Linked DNA regions of Capsicum annuum: region 1 is linked to region 2. Evidence: chromatin contacts called from public Hi-C data. All regions are on one chromosome and are shown on one strand. The core of a region is the stretch at or near the end of the contact, and the rest is flanking DNA. Distances in the headings are between cores, read along the strand shown. Region 1 holds the start of LOC107863764. Region 2 holds the start of LOC124896696.

Region 1 (3,973 bases), core at 110-2,609, 140 kb after region 2:
CCAGTTATAGCGTATTTGGCCAAACTTCTAAAATAAGCTTATTTTAGTCAAAAGCCTTTTTCAAGAAAGTGGTTTTACAGGTTGTTTGGATGGTGGTTTTCTGTGGTATGGTATGGTATGGGTACCATGTTTGTTTTGATTGTTTTTTAAAAGGCATGGTATGGTATGGTAACATTTCATGGTTTGGGAAACATGGAATAGGCCAATTTTTTGAACCACCGATTTGGTGGTTTTGCATGGTTTTTTTATTTATTTTTTCAATTATGCCCTCATATAATATTTTCTATTCCTACTTTACCCTTTACCCCATATTATTTACAATTTTAATATGTTATAATTTTTACCCACAAACCAAAATAAATAAAAAAAAATTATTATTAAACAGTAATGAACGATACATCAATCCAAACATGTAATCTACCATACCATACTGTACCATTATGAAACCATGACAAACCAACATCCAAACAGAATGTTAGGGAAAAACTACTTCTTTTAGCTTCTGAAAACGTTTATAACCGGGTTCCACAATTTAATCAAACCCTAAAACGGCGAACTTGAAGAGTGGTACAGTACAACGAGATCAATTATGCATAATGAATGCCTCAAGACGTATAAACCAGAGCGAGCATAACAAGCAAATGAACCTTAATATTCCACACAGCAATTGACATTTTTGAAAAAGAAATTAAAAAACAAAACTGGTATAACAAACATAAATATATGCATCCAGATTGCAGAAAATATAGACAAAATACAAATTTCTGACCTTGGGAAGAAGAGAACACAGATGATAGCAAAGATCGAGCTCCCAAAAAAGAAGGACAAAATCAGAGGATATTATACATAGAATTAGATTAGTGAAATAGTAAGAAACTAAATGGTGTTTTAGGTGGGTAGATGGTGATAGGTGTGTAAGAGAGAGAAAAGCAAGAATAGGTAATATCTATCTTTATCCACACTGCTGATGATAATACGACGTCCCTACTAAAATGTTCAACGAAACTGACAGCTTAGGTCTTAAATAAATTTATGCGCAAAGTCGGCTACTCCCGGTCCCAATGTATTACACGGCTCATTGTTTGTCTTGAATCCAAAAAAAAATAAAAAATTCTTACAGCATGTTTGGCTAAATTTCATGGTGCTAAATTTGTTTATTTGAGATGTTTGGTTAATTAAAAAAGTATTTTGAGCAGAAGAAGATTTTCTATTATTGGGGAAAAGTTACAAACATCCATTTTTATCTTCAAGAATCAAATGCAAAAAAGAAAAATCTTTTTCAACACAAAACTATATTTATAATAAATTATTGTTGTCAAATTATCCTTTATTTATGAAATGACTTAGTGTATTTGAAAATGCAGAAGCAACCCATGGTGAGGAAAATATATAACTTGGCAAATTTGAGCATTCGATGGTGATATGTAGTACTCCCTCCGTCCCAAATTAGTTTTCCCAAATTTTATAATTTGATTTCTTATTTTACTTATTTTTTTCATTAACCAGGAAGAGATAAAAAAAATTCTCATGTTTTACCCTTTGCATTAATTACTTTTTCTTCAAATTAAAATATAAACATAATTTAATAGGGGTACTATGGTAAACTAGCTATGTTATTAATTATTTTTCTTAATCAATGTATCATCTCAATTTGGGACGGGTAATTTGAGACTGAGGGAATATAAATTAACACCCAGTTGTCATCAGTTGAGCAAGTGAAGTCTCATCTGTATGAGAATTTTTGTTTTGCAGTGTTTAAAGACGGGATAAGCAAACACAGTATCAAGACGCTCACAGGTTATGCATATTGAAACCTTGTTATAAGTCAATAATATCATTTTGAGACCTGCTGTCATGGTTGGGTTAGAATCTAGAGGATTGGGGTGAGTTTCAGCACCATTAAACTAGTTTTCAACCCAGCTAATATGCATCTCTACTGGGTTGTGAACAAAATAGCAGATACTCTGTCTTCAAAAATCGGTTTGTTTGGAAGGATAGTAACTTTAGGGCAACTCATGTACATCAAATTTTCTGTCAATAATTTTCTCAAGGCTTAGAAACTTGTCTGCTGCTTCAATTGTATGTTTGGAAATGTATGAAGAACCTGTGTGTTTGTTTTATGCTAATGTCTAAACACATGGGAGAACTTGAAACTTTTGTCCTAGAAAACCCCATTATCGTGAATGATTAACTATTTGAAGATATTTTAGGGACCAAATTTTCTAGCAATATTCCTTTTATGTTTGGAACCTAGCCTGAAGATCTTGGAGTTTTACTAGAAGAAGCTAAAGTTTTTATTGCACTTTCTAGAGAGGATCTTTTTTATTTGGCCAAACACATCGACATGCCCCTCAACTTGGCACGATCTTTCACTTTGGCACCTCAAGTGGATGTTGTTCACTTTAGACACCTCAACCAACATACGGGTGTGTCATTTTGATACCTTTTGCAGAGTTGGCATGATGTGTGTGTTTCACTTACCCAAATGCGCATGGATGCCCTTTTTCGGTTGATGTGGCATCCAAATTAGCCCACAAACAGTATATCAACTTATCTCTATTAATTTATACCCTATTCCTCATTTTTATCCATCATTTGTATCAATCTTAAGCTTGTTTAATGGTGAAAATTATGGACACAGCGGATCTGTGAAAAATATTTACCAGTACAAATTAATCAATTAAAATCAACATATAATAATCCGCTATTTGCTTGATTTTAAGAAATAAGAATGGTTGATTTTAACAAAAATCAATAATTTTCCTTCTTTAAGAAACAAGAAATCAAAAAACAAGAATGGTTAAATCAAGAATGTCTCTTCTTTAAGAAACAAGAAATTAAGAAATAAGAAATCAAGAAATAAGAATGATTACTTTTAAGAAACAAAAATGGTTGATTTTTCCTTCTGTTGATTTTAACCATTCTTATTTCTTTAAATGGGTTCCCTTCTTAAAATAATTTTCTCTTCTTTGATCGAATTAACAGAAAAAAAGGGAAAGTCCAGAAATTTTTTCCACCATTTTTTTGAATTTGAAGCTTATTTTTTCAAAAAGTTTTCCCACCATTTTTGTCAATCATTAATGCTTGAAGTTATTATTTGCTTGAAAAAAAATAATGTTATTAATGGTGTACAAAATGGAGGAAGGGGAAGGCGCTAGGGTATTTTGGAGAAGATGATTTGAGAGTGGGGGCACTGGGTATTTTGGAGAAGATCATTCGTAGGTAGGGAGGGGGTGGGGTATTGGGGTGTTTGGAGAAGGTGATTTGGGTAGGCGGTGGGAGGGGGGATGAGTTGTTTGGAGAAGATGGGGTTCGCGGTGGGGGTGGATAGAGGGGTTTGATTATTTTTTTATTGAAATTAATTATTTAAAAATTATTTGGATAAAAATGACAAATGTCCCATTATTATTGGCCACTTTACACGTCACATTGGTCACTTTACATGCCATAGCGCATGTAATACACACATAGGATATATTTTTGCGGATTGTACAAAAAGTGTCAAGATAACACACCTATATGCTACTTGTGGTGCCTAAAGTAAACAACGTATACTTGAGGTGCTAAAGTGGAAGATGGTGCCAAGTTGTGGGGCCTGTCGATGTGTTTGGCCTTCTTATTTTGGTCCATCATCTATGTGTTTTGAGAACCACATTCTTGCTCACATTATAGCAACTATTCTTCTTCCACGAAAGAGCTCTCTTAGTTTCATTTCCATTAGAAATATCCCTGTCCTCTACTATGTGTTAAAGAAATATAAAATCAACTCAGCTGAATGGATCCGTTGTTATATGGTTGAAAACACTGAGGACAATGGCTTTGTCTCAAGCTTTCCCTATGGTTTTCTCTTATTTCATATACTACTTAACTCCATGATTGATCTGTCTAAATACAAAATCATCGAGATTTCATCCACTTATGGTTCTAAGATGTTTGGTAATAAGTGCATTAATTTTTGTGTGTTTTCGCCATT
Region 2 (3,857 bases), core at 569-3,068:
CTTCAATTCACTTCTACTCTTCTCATTAGTATTTACTTCTATCTAAACTTTCTTTACCTTTATAATATCCTCTAAAGTTGCAATTTTCTGAAATATGTTACCAAAAGTCTTTTGCTCCCAGTATTCATGTTACTCTTGACTTTCTTTATTTTTGTCTGGAAAATAATAAATGGTGATCCAGTTGCCTCAGTAACCCAACTTTCTTCCACCACTTGTTTGAACTCTTTATGCTTTGTTCAAAAAATCTAAAAGGTTTCATGATGTACTCCTGGCGTCATTGCATATCACATGTAATGGTGCATGATCTGAACATTGCCTAATAAGGTGATGTACCTCACTATTTGGAAGCATCTGCACAAAGTCATTATTTCCAAAAACTCTATCAAGTCTCTTAGAAATACTGTCTTCTGCTATTGTTCCATTCCACTAAGTATAACACCTTCCAATGAATCTGTTCTCATTAAGAAAGAATACACTCATACAATAAATGAAATCAGATGTCTCTTATTGAGTAACTGGTAGGCCTCCTAGCTCTCTAATTCATCAGCAATTATATTGAAGTACCCACCTACTAACTATGGCACATTTGTTTGCTAAGCAATGCCTTCTAATCTTCCCATAACTCCAACTTGTCCAAAGCACTACATCTAGCTAACACCGTTGTAATCTTGACATATTCTGCTCCACCTCTAAGCTGGTAAGTCATTGTGATTTGTTGAACTGAGTCTACACAAGTTTTTTCTTCCCAATCATTATCCTAAAAAATCCAAATCTTTGATGAAGAACTCACTCTAGCATTTTTTAACCCTAATTTTAGTCTGTAACTTTTTATTTCTGGAGGGATTTGAAATGGTTCAAAAAGTACAATGTATGAATAATGATATACCTTCTACAGGTCCATAAGACTCTCAAAAGCATTTTAAGTTCTTACAGACCTAATATTCCAAAAAAGCACTTTGTTAATCATTGATCAGAGGTAAAAGACTTTCTTTCTCCTTGCGGACTTCTTTTATATTTGTCTTCATGTAATCATCCTCTTCATTAACCTGCTTTTCTGTAATCTCATGTTTATTAAGTGTGTTGATTTTTGGACCCTCCTGTTGTAATGCAACCTCTTCTTCACTTTTTTCTGGTTGATGTCCAGAAGGACTGTTGTTGTGAAGCATTTATTACTTCTCTCTTATTAGTTTCTTCTTGTATATTCCCTTTAACATGTTTTGTATTATCATCTGTTTCACTCTCTTTTTCATCTTGTATATTTTTCTCTGGTGATTTTGATGAATTAACTGACAACATTCTACCTTCATCAACATTATTAGTTTCACCTTGATTCATGTCCATTATACTGCTTGTTTTTTATGCTAGAGCCTATATTAGACTCCTTCTCTAGTTGTTTCTCTGCCTGTTTTTCTTTGTCTTCACTCTCCTTATTGGAATTATTTGCTTTCTCCCCATTATCCTTCCCCATATTCTCCATGTTGTCCCCCAGTGCTTTAAATTTATTATTAGTTGTCAAGTCTTGTGGTTTTAGGTTCCATGTCATCCCCATTCTCCCCTTATGATTGTGTCTACCTCTTCTATATCGATCTTTTCTTCTTTGTTCCTGGAACTCATTATGAAGCTTCTTTTTTCCTTTATCTTCTAGTGTTCTTTTATCTTCCTCATTATTTAAATCTTCCCTATTTCCATGATGTTGTTCCTCTTGTGTCTTCTCCTTGGTATCTTTTTCTTCCTCTTTAGAATATAAATCAGGGCGTAGGATATAACATTCTTTCTTATTATGACCCTGGAGCTTGCAGTTTACAATATTTCCGCTCATAATTGTATGTGATGTTCACCTACTTCTCCTTGATTTCTCCTGTTTTCATTCTCATACCAACATTGATTCTTTTTGGGAACGCTCCCAGTAGATCTACTTCTACCTTAACGCTTGCACAACTAGGCCTTGTTTTATTTTGAGTAGCAAGGTCCACTTGTAAAGGTTTCCCTACTGCCACAGCTAATGAGAACATTACCTCCTTCCAAAAAAAGTTTGGTGGTAATACTGGAACCGAAATCCATGCAATAGCAATAGAAGTTTGCTCCTCAGGGTCAAATAATGGATCCCACTTCAAAGTACGCATTGGGTAAGACCAATAATTATGTGTGATATAGAATTGAGTTTTGGAGAGTAAGTGTACATAATCATCCAATCTTGTTTCCCTAATTAAGATGTATCTATTTCTCAATAGCCCAATATCCCTTTCAATTCACTTTGGTTGGTTATCAATCTCCTCAAATCTTGAATTTCAGGCCATCCGTATGAGTTCTTGACAATCACTACATATTGTAAGTCTTCATTAATCATCATTCGATTAATCTCCTCATCCTTCCAAACCACTCTGAGCTCTCCATGTAAATATGCAATCTGCTTCAAAGGTATGGGCTTATGAGTCTGAGGTAAAGGTTTGATAGTATCAGCATATGTAGTTTCTGGATTTTCTATAATTCCAAGCATAGATGTTGTAGCTAGCCCAGTCTCCATAACTGGAGGAGGATGGCCAACGACCATTAAGGCCATAATCCGATCTAGTTATCAATCAAAATGTGAGGTATTAGACGGCAATTAGGGTTTTTTCATAAAGTAATCTTATTTCACTACTTTTATAATAATTTAAAAATTTTAATCTTAACATATTGGGTTCGTGCTCAGCATGGGCCTATCACCACTAGTGTGTATGTATATATATGTGTGTGTGTTTGTATATAAATATGTATATATATATAGGCTTAAAGTCATCGCTAGGCACCTAAACTTGTCTCAAAAATTCACTTAGACTCCTCAACTAGACCTATCAGGCTCCTAACCCACCCGAATTTGATCCAATCGGGCCTTTTTTGCTAAATGGCACTCCGTGTGTTGTCCACTCAGTAGGAGCGCGTGAAGCATGATTTTTTGACTAAATAACAAATGAAAACGTGCCAAGTGGCACTGAGGGCCTCTAAAAAATTTTAATAAACAAATTTTATTTTAAATAATCTGTTTCTCTTCCTCTTTCTTTTTCATTTTCTTTTTAACTAATCGTTTTCTCTCTGTCCTCTTCATGATCAACTTGAAGAGGATGGGTTTTTGGATTTGAATTATCTATGTTTTTGGTTTATGGGTTTTTTCATTTATTTTTTTGGAGTGTTTAAAATTTATCAATTGTGGATTTTAATCCAATTCTTGATTGTTTATGGGAGTAATAACTAGAATTATCTGTGTTTTTGAATTATGGATTTTCTTTTTTCTTTTTTTGAGTGTTTAAAATTTATCAATTTCTGGGGTTTAATTCAATTCTTGATTGTTTTATAGAGGTATTAACTTGAATTATCTATATTTTTGGATTATGGTTTTTTTTTCTTTTGCTGTGTTTAAAATTTATCATTTTCTGGGATCTAATCCAATTCTTGATTGTTTTATGGGAGTAATAAGGTCCCATTTACTTATTAGTACAATTGAAAAAAATAGTTTCTTTATTGAGTTGCTTTGAATTTGATTTCTAACCTTGTTATGCGTTTTAGGGAATTCGCTATTATTTGTTGGAGCAAATTCACCGGCTAGATTGGTCCAGTGAATGCGATGACGCGGCTATTGTTTGTCAGAGCAAATTTACCGGCTAGATTGGTCAGTGAAGACGATGACACGGGGTGGAGTGATGGTGGGATGGGGTGAAGATGATGACGCTGGGTGGGGGTGGGGTGGAGTGAAGACGATGACTTGGAGGGAAGGGGGTTGAAGATTTTCTTATTTTTTTGTAAAAAATTAGAAATTATTTAAATTAAAAATTATATTAATAAAATAATTTAAGTATAAGTTTTTTAATTATAATTATTTT

What was found. Hi-C and Micro-C count contacts between places; a contact is called where the count stands out from the background.
Region 1: a contact with region 2 is called in a Hi-C map of leaf, with 4 times the contacts expected there. The contact joins the promoter of LOC107863764 here to the promoter of LOC124896696 in region 2. A contact is called at or near these places in 2 of 5 Hi-C or Micro-C datasets (leaf and placenta).

What each region holds. Positions count from the first base shown.
Region 1 is chr3:103,990,143-103,994,115 of UCD10Xv1.1, forward strand. LOC107863764 reads right to left here and starts at 1,360. Exons shown (of 10, transcript XM_016709895.2): 1 at 770-1,360.
Region 2 is chr3:103,849,433-103,853,289 of UCD10Xv1.1, forward strand. It overlaps LOC124896696, which reads right to left and starts at 1,819. Exons shown (of 2, transcript XM_047408400.1): 1 at 1,326-1,819; 2 at 960-1,149. The coding sequence starts at 1,819. The coding sequence ends at 960.